Regions from separate parts of the Gasterosteus aculeatus genome. Here region 1 is linked to region 2. A link is a contact called in public Hi-C data. All regions are on one chromosome and are shown on one strand. Each heading gives the region's core, a stretch centred on a gene start, on an enhancer-like site or on the middle of the called end of the contact. The rest is flanking DNA. Distances are from core to core; before and after follow the strand shown.

Region 1 (7,026 bases), core at 4,498-6,997, 100 kb after region 2:
ATTAGACAATGCATCACACGGCAAAATACAACATTTGAATCCTCCCACATGTAATTGTACGGACGACTCCTGTCAGTAATGATCAAACCAATCAGCTTCTTAATAACCCAGTGTAGACAAACACGCCAACAGAGACAGTATGAGCAAGTGTAAACTCCAGATGATCCCGTGATGAATGTATTCGTCCTATACACGTCCTCGCTGGTATTATTGCCAATAAATAATGCATGAGCCCCAGCCTTTGTTTATGGTAAGACGTAATGTATGGTTCTGACTGTTCGGCTTTCGTGCCAAGAAATGCCTCTCGATACAATGCGCCCCCCCCTCCTCTCGCAGAACATAAACTACATTCTGCTTGTCTCGTTTCTTTGCTCACAGTGCAGCAGGCTACGCAACGCTTTTGAGAGCAGGAAGAAAAAAACAAACAGACAAAAAGGAATAATAATAGCCGTTAATCTCTGACGGAAAACATCTTTTCAAATGAAAATCTCCAGGTTGATCTCCCAATCCCACCACAGTGTAAATCTGGAATATAGAGCCCCTGGAGGGAAAGGCTCTGTAATCTGCTCTTAATCTGTGTCTCCCTCCCCTCGCACAATATCCTCAACAGCAGCTGTTTAGCACGCTCTGCGTGTTTTCATCACTATGGATTGACTTTGAATATCGCTCTAATATTTAAAGTGTGTCTCCACCGAGATTGTCCCCGCAGATGATAGGACGACCACTTAGGGCTGTTGTTCAGGAGGAATGTGTGCTTGGCCAGTCTGTATCTAATTTGGAAATTACAGTGATTACGGCCTAAATATAAAACACAGGGATTTTGAGGCTGTAAGAGGCCTGCAGCGAGGGCTTATTGCATTGTTTGCTAGATGCACACCGACACGCACATAAACACACGCGAAGGGAATGACACAAACAAGTGCGCACGATGGAGGGGAAGAGCCTGACGCGCTAAGTGCTGTTGCGTTACGTGCGTGTCTGTCTCGGGCTTGATTCCTTGCTCTCTCCGTCCATCCGAGGGAAAAACGTTGGGAGCAGCACCGCTAAAAGCCTAAAAGAGCGGGGATGCGGGGAGCCTCCTTGGTGCTCTTAGTCCACCCTGGTGCTTTAAAAAGGAGCCACACAGATGATGGGCTAACAGCTGTTAGCGAGATTACACGCCACACGGGCCCAAGCTCGCATCGCAACTCCGCCCTGCCCCTCCTCTGTCCCCTTCACACTCAGATCCAGTGGTTAAAGGGTGATCTAGACCCTGTATGCCTGCTCTCAGGGTGTGTGTGCGTGAGTGTGTGTGTGTGTGTGTGTGTGTGTGCGCTCGTGAGTGCTTGTATTGTTGGGAAACGGGGAGCGTGACGAGAGTCTGCTGTGGATATAATTAATAGGCCACATGCGGCTGCACCAAATGTGTCACAGTGAGGGGAAATCAATCGATGGAGTCTGCCGGAACAAGAGGGTGCGTGTTTGCGAGCGTGTGTTTGTGGGTGGGGGATGGGGGGGGGTGATGGAAGGATAGAGGGGGGAGGGGCGGGAGAAGAAGGTGGAGTGGGAAAGAGGAGGAAGGAAGAGGGACAGGGAGAAGGACGGGGAAGAAGCATGGGAAAGGGAAAGAAGGACTCCAGACGAGAGCAGAGGGGTAAGGAAATGTTATAGAAGTAATGAGGGGGAGGGTCTGAATCTCCCATCTCAGCTGGATAGAAATCACAGCCTTCAGCAACATCCTGCTGGGAAATTTGACATGGAAATTCATGACCGTGTCAATAAATGGACACAGCGTAGATCTAACACATACATCACAGGAAACTCCCCGGCCACATATTTAACAGCTGCTTTCACCCGATCCCGTCAATTGCCTGTGAGCCTTTACGTTTAGTATGGAAGTCACAATCAAAATCAAACCGCCTCTCCTCTTCCGCTGCAGATCTCGCCAATGCGTTGGAACCAATCGCACCAAAATTAGGATACCTAAATGCAGCAGTGTCAATACTCTGGACTCACCACCCAAGTAGCAAGATATCCTTCCTCCTGAGACTCGGGGCCCAGACTCTGCAGTTGGCCTGCTTTTAAAGAGTGCATATCTAAGTTTGGAGGCAGGGGAGGAAATCAATGCAGATAAGAGTTGGATAGAGAGATGTGTGTTGAACAGGCTGGCAGCAGACTGAGAGAAGCAGCCTGTCACCAGCTGCAGGGCCCTCTCTGTGATATTAGGTGTGTGTGTGTGTGTGTGTGTGTGTGGGACGGGGACACATTTAGGCACACAGTCACTGATAGTGCTGCCAGGCGCCAGACACCCGTAGATGAGACAGGGGGCGTTATCGCAGGCTGCTGTTGCTGTTGCCCTTGGAACTTTAAATCAAGTCGGAAGGTACAACCAACCCCGCCACACCCCAAAAAAAGGAGAAAAATCCACATGCACATCCATACGCATGCATTTCACTTACAGTACACAGAGCTGAACTAGTACCTCCTCCACGTGATCTATACGATCTAAATATATACATTACATATTGTATTATTGAGTCTAATCTGAATAGTGACCGCTAAAAAGTTAATTTTAACGTCGCTCAACAGGAAAGGCAACAATTAATCTCAATCTATATTAACACATCTATTTATTATGATCTTTGACTAAATATGTATTAATAATTGTTCTACAAGTCACTGTTATTGTTGCTCTAATTTTTTATTTCTGCACTTCTGTCATTACTGTGTGAATACTGGAGCGTGAAAACATTCCAAACAACACTTTTAGACATTTTTTTTATTTCTCTGGCCATTATAACATATATATCATAACATAACATCATATCATATAACATATTTGCATAGATATCTAAATGTCCTATCACACACATAACATTTTCCATATTCCATATATAACATATTTCCCCTGTAACAAAGAAAGTTGTCATAATTTTACAACATGCATTTGGAATTATTAGTGATACTGGTGCAAACGATTGGACGGGAATGTATTGAAGCTTTGGGGGTAGTGGACTTCCTGTGTAGAACATTACTATGGCCTGGTGGCATAACTCTCTCTGTCAGGAGTTGTTTCTGACGGTTAAAGGGCCCTGCCTGCTCGTCGTGGGGTGTCTGGATGCTCGGATGACAGCTTCCGACCGACGCAGCACTGAAGACATCACACGCTGCGTGTTGTTCGCCCCACACTGACTGAAACTTTACACAAATTCCAAAGAATTGACACCTTTCTACCTTGTTAGTTTCTTTCCCCGGCACAGCAGCAACCACACATTAGCACCTTTTTAAAGGTTTCTTATCTGTTTTATGTTATTCTTAGCTGTGCCTGTGTCACTTTAGACAGAAAGTTTTAGTTTTCTTACATTCACGTTTTTCTTTCTGCTACTTCTCACCGTTTCGTATTAGGAATTGGCCTTAGTTACAACAGCAGCTTTGTTGTTCTTGAAGTGTGCCAGAAGTCATCACAGTGGCTACGGCTTTCTTAGTGAATGGTAATCTGATTAGTCCTTCATGAATTACAACATCGCGCCACACACACACACACACACACACACACACACACACACACACGCACACACACACACACACACACACACACACACACACACACACACACACACACACACACACACACACACACACACACACACACACACACACACACACACACTGTATTTGGACAGCCTTAGAGAGCAGTCAGTTCATTAAAAAGCCGACAGCAATAACCAGGATCTGAACCTTGTGTGGAGGAACAAACCCCCAGATGCTACGGTAACAAGTCAAACTTCAGGAATATTACACCCCAGTGTGATCCAATGTGATCCAGTCATGTTCTTTTTTGAAACTTTTTTTTGTGAAAAAACACTTTTGATCCGGTGGTTCGTCGTTTTTTCTGGGGGAGATGGGGCGAGCAAAGGAGCCGCCATTGGGTCTAACGAACAACCCACCCGGACCCAGAGCTGCTTGGTCTCTGAACCCCCCCCCCCCCCCCTCCAGTAAACAGTCCATTAGTGTAGTGCTCCAAGGTAAACATATTTACTGGCTGGTGACGGCTTGCCAGTGTGGCTCCTCGGGCCCCGTGGCAGAGGGGATTTCATTAGGCAGAGGACAGGGGGAGAACGGAGGAAATTAATGTGCCATTCAAGATGATTTCTTTGTTTCCCATCAACATGATCACAGACAGGCCGCGGGGAAGAGATGATTCACGCACACAAAGGAAAGAGACAGGGGGAGAGAGGGAGGGCCAGGGGAAGGGAGAGAGGGAGAGAGAGAGAGAGCATATCACAAAAGGCTCCCGGTGCGTGAAATGTCTTGCTTTTGGTGAAAACGCTGTTGTCATAATTTTTGTTATGGCTTGAAGTGCCGGAATTGTTTTCAATCAGAGAAGCTTTCTTTTTTTGTCATTAAGGCTCGAAAATGAAAGTATTTCTGAGCAAAAACACCAACAGGCATAACAATGTAATGCAATTTTTTCCCGCACTATCTGCACACAGTAATCCACTCAATGCGGTGATGTCCCGCAGCTTTGTTAAGAACCACAATAGCTGTGTTTTGTTTTCTTGCCTGCAACCTGGGGGATATTATTCTGTGGCCTGCCTTGTTTATTAATAACCGCAGTTCACCAATTCATTATCTGAGAAGTACATGAGGCTGATGGGAGAATGTTGAGTCGTTGGTAGATAGTTTGTAGTGTCACTGCTGCTTCGTTTGTGCACAAAAGTAAAACTGTACTTAAATCGAGTTAACAAACGTCTTGGGTGTTTTTCTGTCATCAAATTACCACATTAAAGCACATGTATGTTTGAAAATTAAAACTCAAATTGAACTGAAGTCCTGAGCAGCAGCATGAAGTCGTGCGGTAAGTCAACATTTCTGAGTTGAAACTATTAAAACATAACTTTTTAAGGGATTAACTGAAGTTTTTTTTTAATCAAAAGCAGGCGGCTTGGATTTAAAAACACAGAAAGAGATTCAGAAATACTGGATCCTTGCCGGTCTTTAGTTGGAGAGGAGACGTTGTTGTTCAAAATGAGAAAGCTTCAATCAAAAAGAATTAAAAAAACAAACGATGTGGCCACTTTGTCAATTGTAAGTCATAGTTTCATACAATTGTTTACTCTTTTCTGTATACACAGCACATGATAAGCTGATAAGAATAAATGAATTAGAATCCACCGATTAGCAATCATTTCCGATAATGTCTATAATTTATTTGCCGTGCTTTGTTTAATTGTTAATCCTTTACCAGAACTTGTGCCACGGGTCATATTGAGGGCATTTAACCATATTGCCATTATATTACATCTTTCTTTTGCCATCATAAAGATGGAGACTCACCTACATGATGTGTGTACATGAACTGGTCAAGTCAACAATATCTCTCTCTCTCTCTCTCTCTCTCTCTCTCTCTCTCTCTCTCTCTCTCCCTCTCTCCATCCACCTCTTCTTCCATTCGGGTCACACTCAGGGTTGTACAGAACCTGTGAGCGATGTGCTGGGTGACATGAGCTGCATATAAATGACCGTAGAAGAAAAACATGCCCCAATTTATTTACACTCTCTATCACACACACACGCACGTCCACCAACACGCACACAAACACACACACACACACACACACACACACACACACACACACACACACACACACACACACACACACACACACACAGTGCATTTTCAGGTGCCCATCTCGCTGTGCTAGGAGGCAGGTTTATGTAGTTGGTGACCTTAGACTGTGGAGCAGGTGTTTAGGGTCTGATAACATCATGACAGAGAGTACAGGTGTGACTGCATACAGACAGGAAGGACACACACACACACACACACACACACACACACACACACGTACGGACCTCTATTGTATTCTATATTGGATGGAACGGCTCTTTGTTCAATGACCAAAACGACGCAACGTCACACTGCCAAGGGGATTATGGTCATGTTTGGATACATTGTGCATACGGCTTCGACTAAATAAAATCTATTTAAAACAAAGCTAGCGAAGACATGGATGTGTTCTACCGTGTGCGGCACACTCAAACATAAGCCTCCATGCAAACATGCATCTGTTCAGTACAAACAATGCAGACGTAATTAATTAATAGCAATTATTGCAATATGAAACCCAAACCATTTGCGTTTGTTTATTATTTAGCAGTATTTTGTTGATGTAGTAACAGGTGATAAAAAAAAACAAAAACGTTTCGGCCCTTTAAAGCAGTATTGTTGGATCCATTGTTCATCTGTGAGCAGTGGACATGCATAAAGGTAAATGTCAGCTTTCACGCCCGTCCAGGGGGAGACTTGTCCTCTGCACCATCATGTGGAGAGAATCAGTACAGCAGTGACTTTTATTGACATTCCTCTCAGAAAAGCAGCGGCCAACCGGGCCTCTGAAAGTAATCCTCCTTTACGGAGACGTGGGCGGGAAGGGGACGCAGAGTAAAGCTGATCAATTTCATCCCAGCCAGCAAATTGCAAGTGTGCTTCCACTTGTGTCCGCTATGCTGCCACCCGATCCCGTATTTATACCCTGAGGATGAATACATAAACTGTTTCTGTGCAGCATCAAACCGGGAAGAGATGTTTATGAATTCAAACTAAAACATAAAGTGCAGGATTAGGTTTTTTTTTTTTTTGGAGAAGTCCTAGCCTGCAGGGTGATGTTTTGTTGATATCAAGCGAGGCCCAAGGTACAGCCTTGATAAGGACTGATATACAGACCCAGAATGTTTTGTCTCTCCGGTTCTCATTCAGCATGACAGAGAGGATTTCAGAGAGACTGCACTGCCAGATGGGAGATTGTTCCTCCATGGGTATTGTCTGCGAAACGCCTCGGAATATGTCAGCTTTATCTGCGTTAAAACATACCAAACATTTTTGCATGCGATACTGCGGCAACCGGAGCTGTAGCCTCTCCCATCTGTGCCGTTGCAAACTGTATCTCGGTCCTGCAGCATCCAGTACACAAGGCAAAAATAACTCCACTGATCTGAGAAGAAGGCTGCTTCTGCCAAATTTGTGGCACGTAAATGTGTGAAATG
Region 2 (6,687 bases), core at 2,024-4,523:
ATTGATTTCAAAATGAATATTTCCATGGAGAGAAAAATGATTTTGATGCGTGGATGCGTGGAGAGTTTATGCACGATGACTTATCCAACAGACAGAGAGCGATCACTCATCACACTACATTGAGTTTCCACGTGCAGGTTTGGAGGTGTGGACCAGTGATGACAGGTACCAGGCGCGTTTGATGATTCCCTAATTCGCTTCAGGCCGGACCGGTGTGAAGGCAACTTACTGAGACTGAATAACAAACTGAGGGGGGAAATGTTTGGCTGAAATGCATCCAACAGGAAGCTCGCCAGACCAGCAATAAGAAATATATGTGTGTGTATTTATGCTGGCGGAAATAAAGCCTCTAAAGCTGGGAAAACTTAAAACAAATATATAATGTTTAGTCATAAGACTCACCATAACATTGGATATATTTCATTCAGCGGGAGCAGCAGTGTGTGTGTGTGTTCTGTCAAAAATGTTGACGATGCTCAGGATTTAAAAAAAACAAACACATCCATTACCCGACAACTATTTATTGCGTTGTTGTTCACATTTCATCATTATGAAACACAATCCTCATCACGGGAAGGTTTTGTCTGCACTGTGTATCAGCGCGGCCGTGTAAGTGGCTGAGCACATCTAAACGCATCAGTTCCGGTCCCGTGCACTTCAGTGTTGATTGTCACCTGAGCATGTTGTGTGTCAAAGTTCACTTAGTCACGGCCTACAAATGTGGCTTTCATATCTGAGCACATGAAGAGGGGATTAACCGCTATTGACACTTTTACGTTTTGTGAATGAGCCATTTGTTTGTAGGAATTACACGCTTCACTCCTCTGCTGGAGGTTGGAGGGGAGAGGGAGGGGGGGGGGTTTGATGCCGCACGAAATACCCCCGGGGGGCAGTTGTGGACTGTCGTGATTTACACGAATATTGCATTTCCCTTGATTTAAAAAAAAACCTCATATATATATATATATATATATAAAAAAAATATAAAAAAAAAAAATATATATATATATATATATATATATATATATATATATATATATATATTGTTATAGAGGCAAAGGGTGGGTGGAGGAGAGTAAACCATTTTTAGGGTTTGTTTGAATTAATTTATGTTTGCAGAACAAAAAACACACAAACAAGACACAAAGTAACCGGTAATGAACAAAAGGGAGACAGTTCTGAGTGAAAAAAGGTCCAGCGAGCTGATTTCTGTGAGCAGAGGAGGTGCAGTCAGTAATAGTTGGCCAGTACAATAATCAATGCGATGATGAATTTGCGTCCTCGTCGCATGTTTTCCCACATTTCTCTCTAAATGCAGGAAAAACACCATCTGTGTCATCTTTTTACGCGGCCCGGACAGCTTCTCCTTCAGCTGTCCGGCGATCCCCGTTCTCTTGTGGATTTCTAATCTCATCTGAAAACTCCACATCTGGCGCGATGGGGACGTTTCCATTTCGCCCCACGTCCCCCCCCCGCCCCCCCCCCCCCGTCGTTCCCTACAGGCTGAGCACATTTCGCGCGGCGCCTCTGGACGATGAGCGATTCCTGACGGCCAAAGGTGATTAAATCGCGCAGAGAGCACGTCGGTGCAAAGCCGAGCGCACATCCAGCGGCCGCCGCCTCACCCCTTCTTCTTCTTCTATTCCTCCCCGTTTTCTCTCCTCCTCCTCCTCCTCCCTCTCGCTGCGCTTTTGGAGCAGACTCTCTGGCGCCGGTGCCGTGACGTCACCCTATTCACAGCAGCCCTCGAGCCAGCCCTCGCGGCGCCACCGAGGCGGTTTCCATGGAGACGGGGTTTCGGGGTTGTCAATCAGAAGTGCAGGTTCTCAGCTGATCAACCCCGGGACCGGGTCACGTTTGATTCCCCACTCGATTGGATTATGATCTGCTAGGAGGATACTATTATGGTAATATAGGAATGGCTGGCTGTAGTTTATATACTCCACAGATTCCCCAATAGGACATCTCACTGAGGGACAGTGGGACCTTCATGCATCAGTGAGGACAATCCAGTATGTAATGTCATTAAATGGTATGATGCATTGGAGTAATTGGTACATCTTAATATCTTTTTAAATCGTTTTTTTTTCAAATGTCAAAAAAGATAAATGAGTCTACAGCTGTTTGTTGGCTCCGACCAATTTGAGTTTCCATGACTGTCCAGCTAAATGTATGCCTTCACCATATGAACCAAATGGCCACAAGTCGTTTCCACAAGTTCCCCTAAAGGTTCCTTTGCCCCCATCCGAGTCACGAAGGCATTCCTCGGTGGCTCGCCTCTCTACGTCCCCCTTCTCTCCCCCTTCTCCCCCCACTTTGGGTTCAGGAGATGAGGTTTAGACAACAAAGCGGAGCTGCCAGCCGGCTGCGGTGCGCCCTGCAGCTGCAGCCGGCGTCGGGCTGCTGCGCTGCGGTCAGAGACGTGTTGATCCTCCGCCCCTGCAGCTTCATCTTCATTCTTTCAGCGGATTCGAAATGGATTTTCGTTGTGTGTTTATGACCCGCATACAAAGAAACTTTTGCTTTTCTTCTAACCTGTCCTCAAGTCCCGACGCAGCGAAGGGTATTCAAATAAAAAGTTACTCTCCGTGCACCCAAAAATACTGTGTTTAAACGGCAAGGGGATTAATGTAATGACATAATGCGGAAAATAAAAGGTCAGAGGCTACACTAACCGTATAGGAAATGAAAAAAGAAGAAAAAAAACCTTAATCGTTGAAGTGCCGAATCTGTTACGTCCCCTGTGTGCACAGCGAAGCGGTTCGTCATTCAAGTTAAACTCACTGCATTGATTCTAAACCGTTTACTCCCCAAAAACCTGCGTGTCAACACCGCCGCGTCTTACGCGAAAGAGCCGACGTCGAATTCAGCTCGTTTCGCAGTGCGCGTCCGTCCGAGTTACAACAGCCGCGCTGCGCCTTTTTCGGTGACTTCCTCTCCATCTGCGTCATGCGCCTCTCCACCGGGTCGCGCCTGGCGCGCGGAGGAGTGCACTCATCCAAGGGTGGCGCGGGGACTCCTGTAGCGGCTTCGGGGCGTGGTCTGAATGTTCTACACCCTCGATCTGCAGTGATGTAGTGAAGGGGGCTGTGATCTGCACGGGGTGAACGTGCAGCCAACAAACGGCCAGAGAAATCTACTGCAATTGCGTTAGAGCTCTTGCAATGCAGTGTAATGTCATAACTAAGAGCATCCTTATGATACAATCGGTTGCAATCATCAGTTTTTTCATGATAGTATTTTATTTTTCATGTTTAATAAAAATAATTTCCTGGTTGCCAAGATATCGTCCCGGTTTTATCCAACTAATATGCCAAAATCCATATATAAATATCCATATATAGAAATGACCAAAAAGGATAAAATCCCCTCATTTGAGAAGTTGTAACCCAAAAATAACCCCATTATCAATATAATAGTAGTAATTTCCTTATTATTTGAACACACATTTACGGTCTAATACAGACACAAAAGAGTTTAGCAGTCAGTCAACATTCATAACAACATTTTTGTGTAACAATGAATCTCTAATAATGAACAGATGTGTTTACTGGACACATTTTATGATTCATTCACAGATTCAGCATGTGTTCATGAATTCATAACGTGACTTTTTTCTTTGCGACAATGAAAATCTACTGCCTCCAGCATAGAAAGAGGCTCTGGTTCAATCCGTCTTTGGCCCTGCCTAAAAATACATCTGGCCTTGCCGCTGTCTTCCTCCCCGTCCACCTCGCACCTCTCCCCGGTCTCTCCTGTGGTCCAGATGGGACTTTCTCTGCTCTCTGAGCAGCAGCCACCGAGGCCTGGCTCCATTGTGAGGTGAGAGGCTGCAGCGGGCCCACGGGGGAAGGGAGGAAGCACCGGGAGCGATGGATGGGTGGACGGGAGAGATGAGGTGGCCAGATTGGACTGGGAGACAAAGGCACCATGGCTACCCGAGTACCTTCCAGGCTGGTCGTAGAGTGGCCACTCCACGCCTCCCTGGAGCCGGGCCCTCCCTCTGCTCCTCCACAGCACACAGCTGGCAGCAGGAGATGGGACGGGGAGGTACGGGCGGCGGATTACGCCATTCCCCGGCAACTATAGTCGTCCGAAGTTGTCGGGAATCAACTTTATTTATTTATTTTTTTCCACTCAGATCTTTTGGCCAGCGCGACAACCACCAACCAGTTGGCAGTGTGGAAAAGTTGGCTTCAGTTTAACTTTCGGGCAATATTGCCCGTTGGCATACAATCACACGCTAACATTGCTGTGTCGCCCACCTATCACGGCGGCACAGCTGTCACTGCAGCAAGCAGTCTGTACCCCAGTAATCAGATATCTGCATATCTACACTTTCACACCGGGAGTATGACAGTGTGGCTCTAGTCGAGCACACTGTCACAAGATTATGTTCGAAATCATATTCTTTTTTTTTTTTTTCTGCAGCGGGGAGATCAGAGATGGTAAGTTGCAGAAAATATATTAACATTAGAATTTGGTATTAATGAGCATCGAGTCAGCCGTCGATGTGCAACGGCGGCCTAATGTTCCTCCTCTGGGCCTTTTTGCTTGTCGTCTCGCTCGCAGATGCCTCGGTGAGCAAATGAATGGTGTGGATGTCGTTTGAATCCCACCGTGCAGGCGGTCAGCTTCCTCTATTCCATGGGGAATTGAAAATATATGTGAGACCTGAAACTAGCTTGTGATACCACCTTTTGCCTGGGACTTCTGGTACTGCGGTAAGACGGTTTTGTGTACGTGTCTCAACGACAGTATATCAACTGGTCAACTGGGTTGCAGATTTCATTTCAGGGAACGTCACACGTTCTTTCACATTGATTTAAAACATTAGTTTCTTGCATTAATGATCATAAAGTGTGACTCGTTAAAATAATAAAGTATGTTGCGATTGTAAATCTGTGCCTTATCCTTTGAACTAGTAGCATGCAACACAATCTTGCTTGTAGCTCTTCTGGACTGTTTGAAAATCATATATGTTTGAAATGTACAGAACAGCAGTTCAATGTGTGCCGAGATTGCTGTAACACATATAACACATTTTACTATATCCAACATACTGTAACTACTGCTGTTGATTCCTCGCAAACAACAAACAGGAAGACTTGTGGCACATATGCTTCAGATTACATTCTGGAAGCCAAATTGTATCATTAATTTAAGAGGTAATCCCGTGCGTCATACCATTGGACCCCTCTACAGTCCTCCGTCTCAACGAGGGATATTTTAGTAAGCTAACGTTAATTCACGCCGATGGCTCGGCTACTTTATCCGAGCAGCAGCTAACGCATGGCAGCTACTGGGTGCCGGTGGAAGGTTCAGCGACACAGTGCCGAGCACCTACGAAGTATCTCGGCCTACAAAGAGCCGGTGCGAGCAGTGGCCCCCCGTCACCCCTCCCCCCGGCCCGTCCAACCAGACAGAACCGAGCAGGACATTTCGGACTGAACTCGTCAGCAGAGCTGTGTTTCCTGGGGCTGTATCTCTTTAATGCAGCCGAGCCCACTTCCTTATAACTCACAGCCCTCTGACCACAGTCCTCTCGCTCTTACTCAATCTGTATCTATTTATACAGCACAGGGGGAAGGGAGTTAATGTAGGAAACACAGTCCTTTCTGTGAAAACAGAGCACAGGTCGGTCGTGTCTGATTCATTGGTCTGTCTCATGCCAGCGCTTGACCACCCGTGCTTGTTCTGTTTCCATTACGGTAAGTTATGTGTGTGATGTCTGGAGGAAGGGTGCACCATGTAGGCTGTGAGCAAGTAGGTGCTGCTTTGAACAACTGGTTCTGGTGAATTGTGGGTGCCGGGAAAGCCACGCACACATTTCTGGCCCTTCAACACGTGACAGAAGAAACTATAGTTTCCTTTTCTGCTTTTTGGGGTTTAAATAAAAATGGCCTGAACTTATACAAACAAAATAATTAGTGAAATAAAAATAGAATAACACCATAGCTGCCAAGATGCTTTCCAACGTCGTTTAGGCGTAACTTGTTTGCAGTGTGAGAAATGTAAGTGCACCAGAAAGCCCAGATTTTCAACTACGGCTGTTTCACAAATCATTCACTCAATCTGTCATTCGTTTTATTTCCCAATTACGGTCATTCCACATACCTCTTGGAACGCAGGGAAGATCTTGAAAACATTGAGGTCATAAGTCAAAGCCCTCCTCAGGCCACCTCTACAGTTTCCGTGGCCTTTACACACTGTTTTAGTGTCTTAACTCACTGTTTCGGTTTTTCGGCCCTCAATTTGACTGTTTTGGTTCACCCTCACAGCTCTTATGGCGTTTAGTTTTCTTCACGCCTCCCCAGATGTGAAGGAAAAAACACTAAGCTAAAACACAAATTGACTGAATTCACTTTGTAACCTTGCAAAGCAAATCTCTGTAATCCTTGTGATGTAATCAATGCACGGTGTAGTTACCTTACTTATAAGGAAGTTGGATCACTCCACTGGTTGATAATTCTCAGCAGACGTATGGATATTATTAGAGAATAATGATACAGTGGTTTGGTGGTTAGCAATGTCAACTCACAGCAGGAAGGTAATGGGTTCAAATAAAGTTTGCACGTTCTCCCCCGAGCCTTTGTGGGTTCTCTCCGGCTTCCTGCCTCAGCCAGAAGGCACGCAGGATATTCAGCCTGTAGAAGATGTCTGACTGAAAAGCTCTGGTGAGCTTCT

The links. A called contact is a pair of places that touch in the nucleus more often than the background predicts.
Region 1: a contact with region 2 is called in a Hi-C map of skeletal muscle, with 3 times the contacts expected there. The contact joins the enhancer-like site here to the promoter of id2a in region 2. A contact is called at or near these places in 5 of 6 Hi-C or Micro-C datasets (liver, skeletal muscle, tail fin and 1 more).

What each region holds. Positions count from the first base shown.
Region 1 is chr15:7,578,789-7,585,814 of fGasAcu3.hap1.1, forward strand. No RefSeq gene overlaps it. Among protein-coding and RNA genes, the nearest start is that of LOC120832839, 59 kb to the right of the region's middle. Within about 2 kb of position 5,748, at least 3 of the 9 cell types and tissues checked have open chromatin away from gene starts, as enhancers often do. A contact at or near this core is called in liver, where this site is marked.
Region 2 is chr15:7,480,639-7,487,325 of fGasAcu3.hap1.1, forward strand. It overlaps id2a (inhibitor of DNA binding 2a), which reads right to left and starts at 3,274. Exons shown (of 2, transcript XM_078089967.1): 1 at 1-3,274.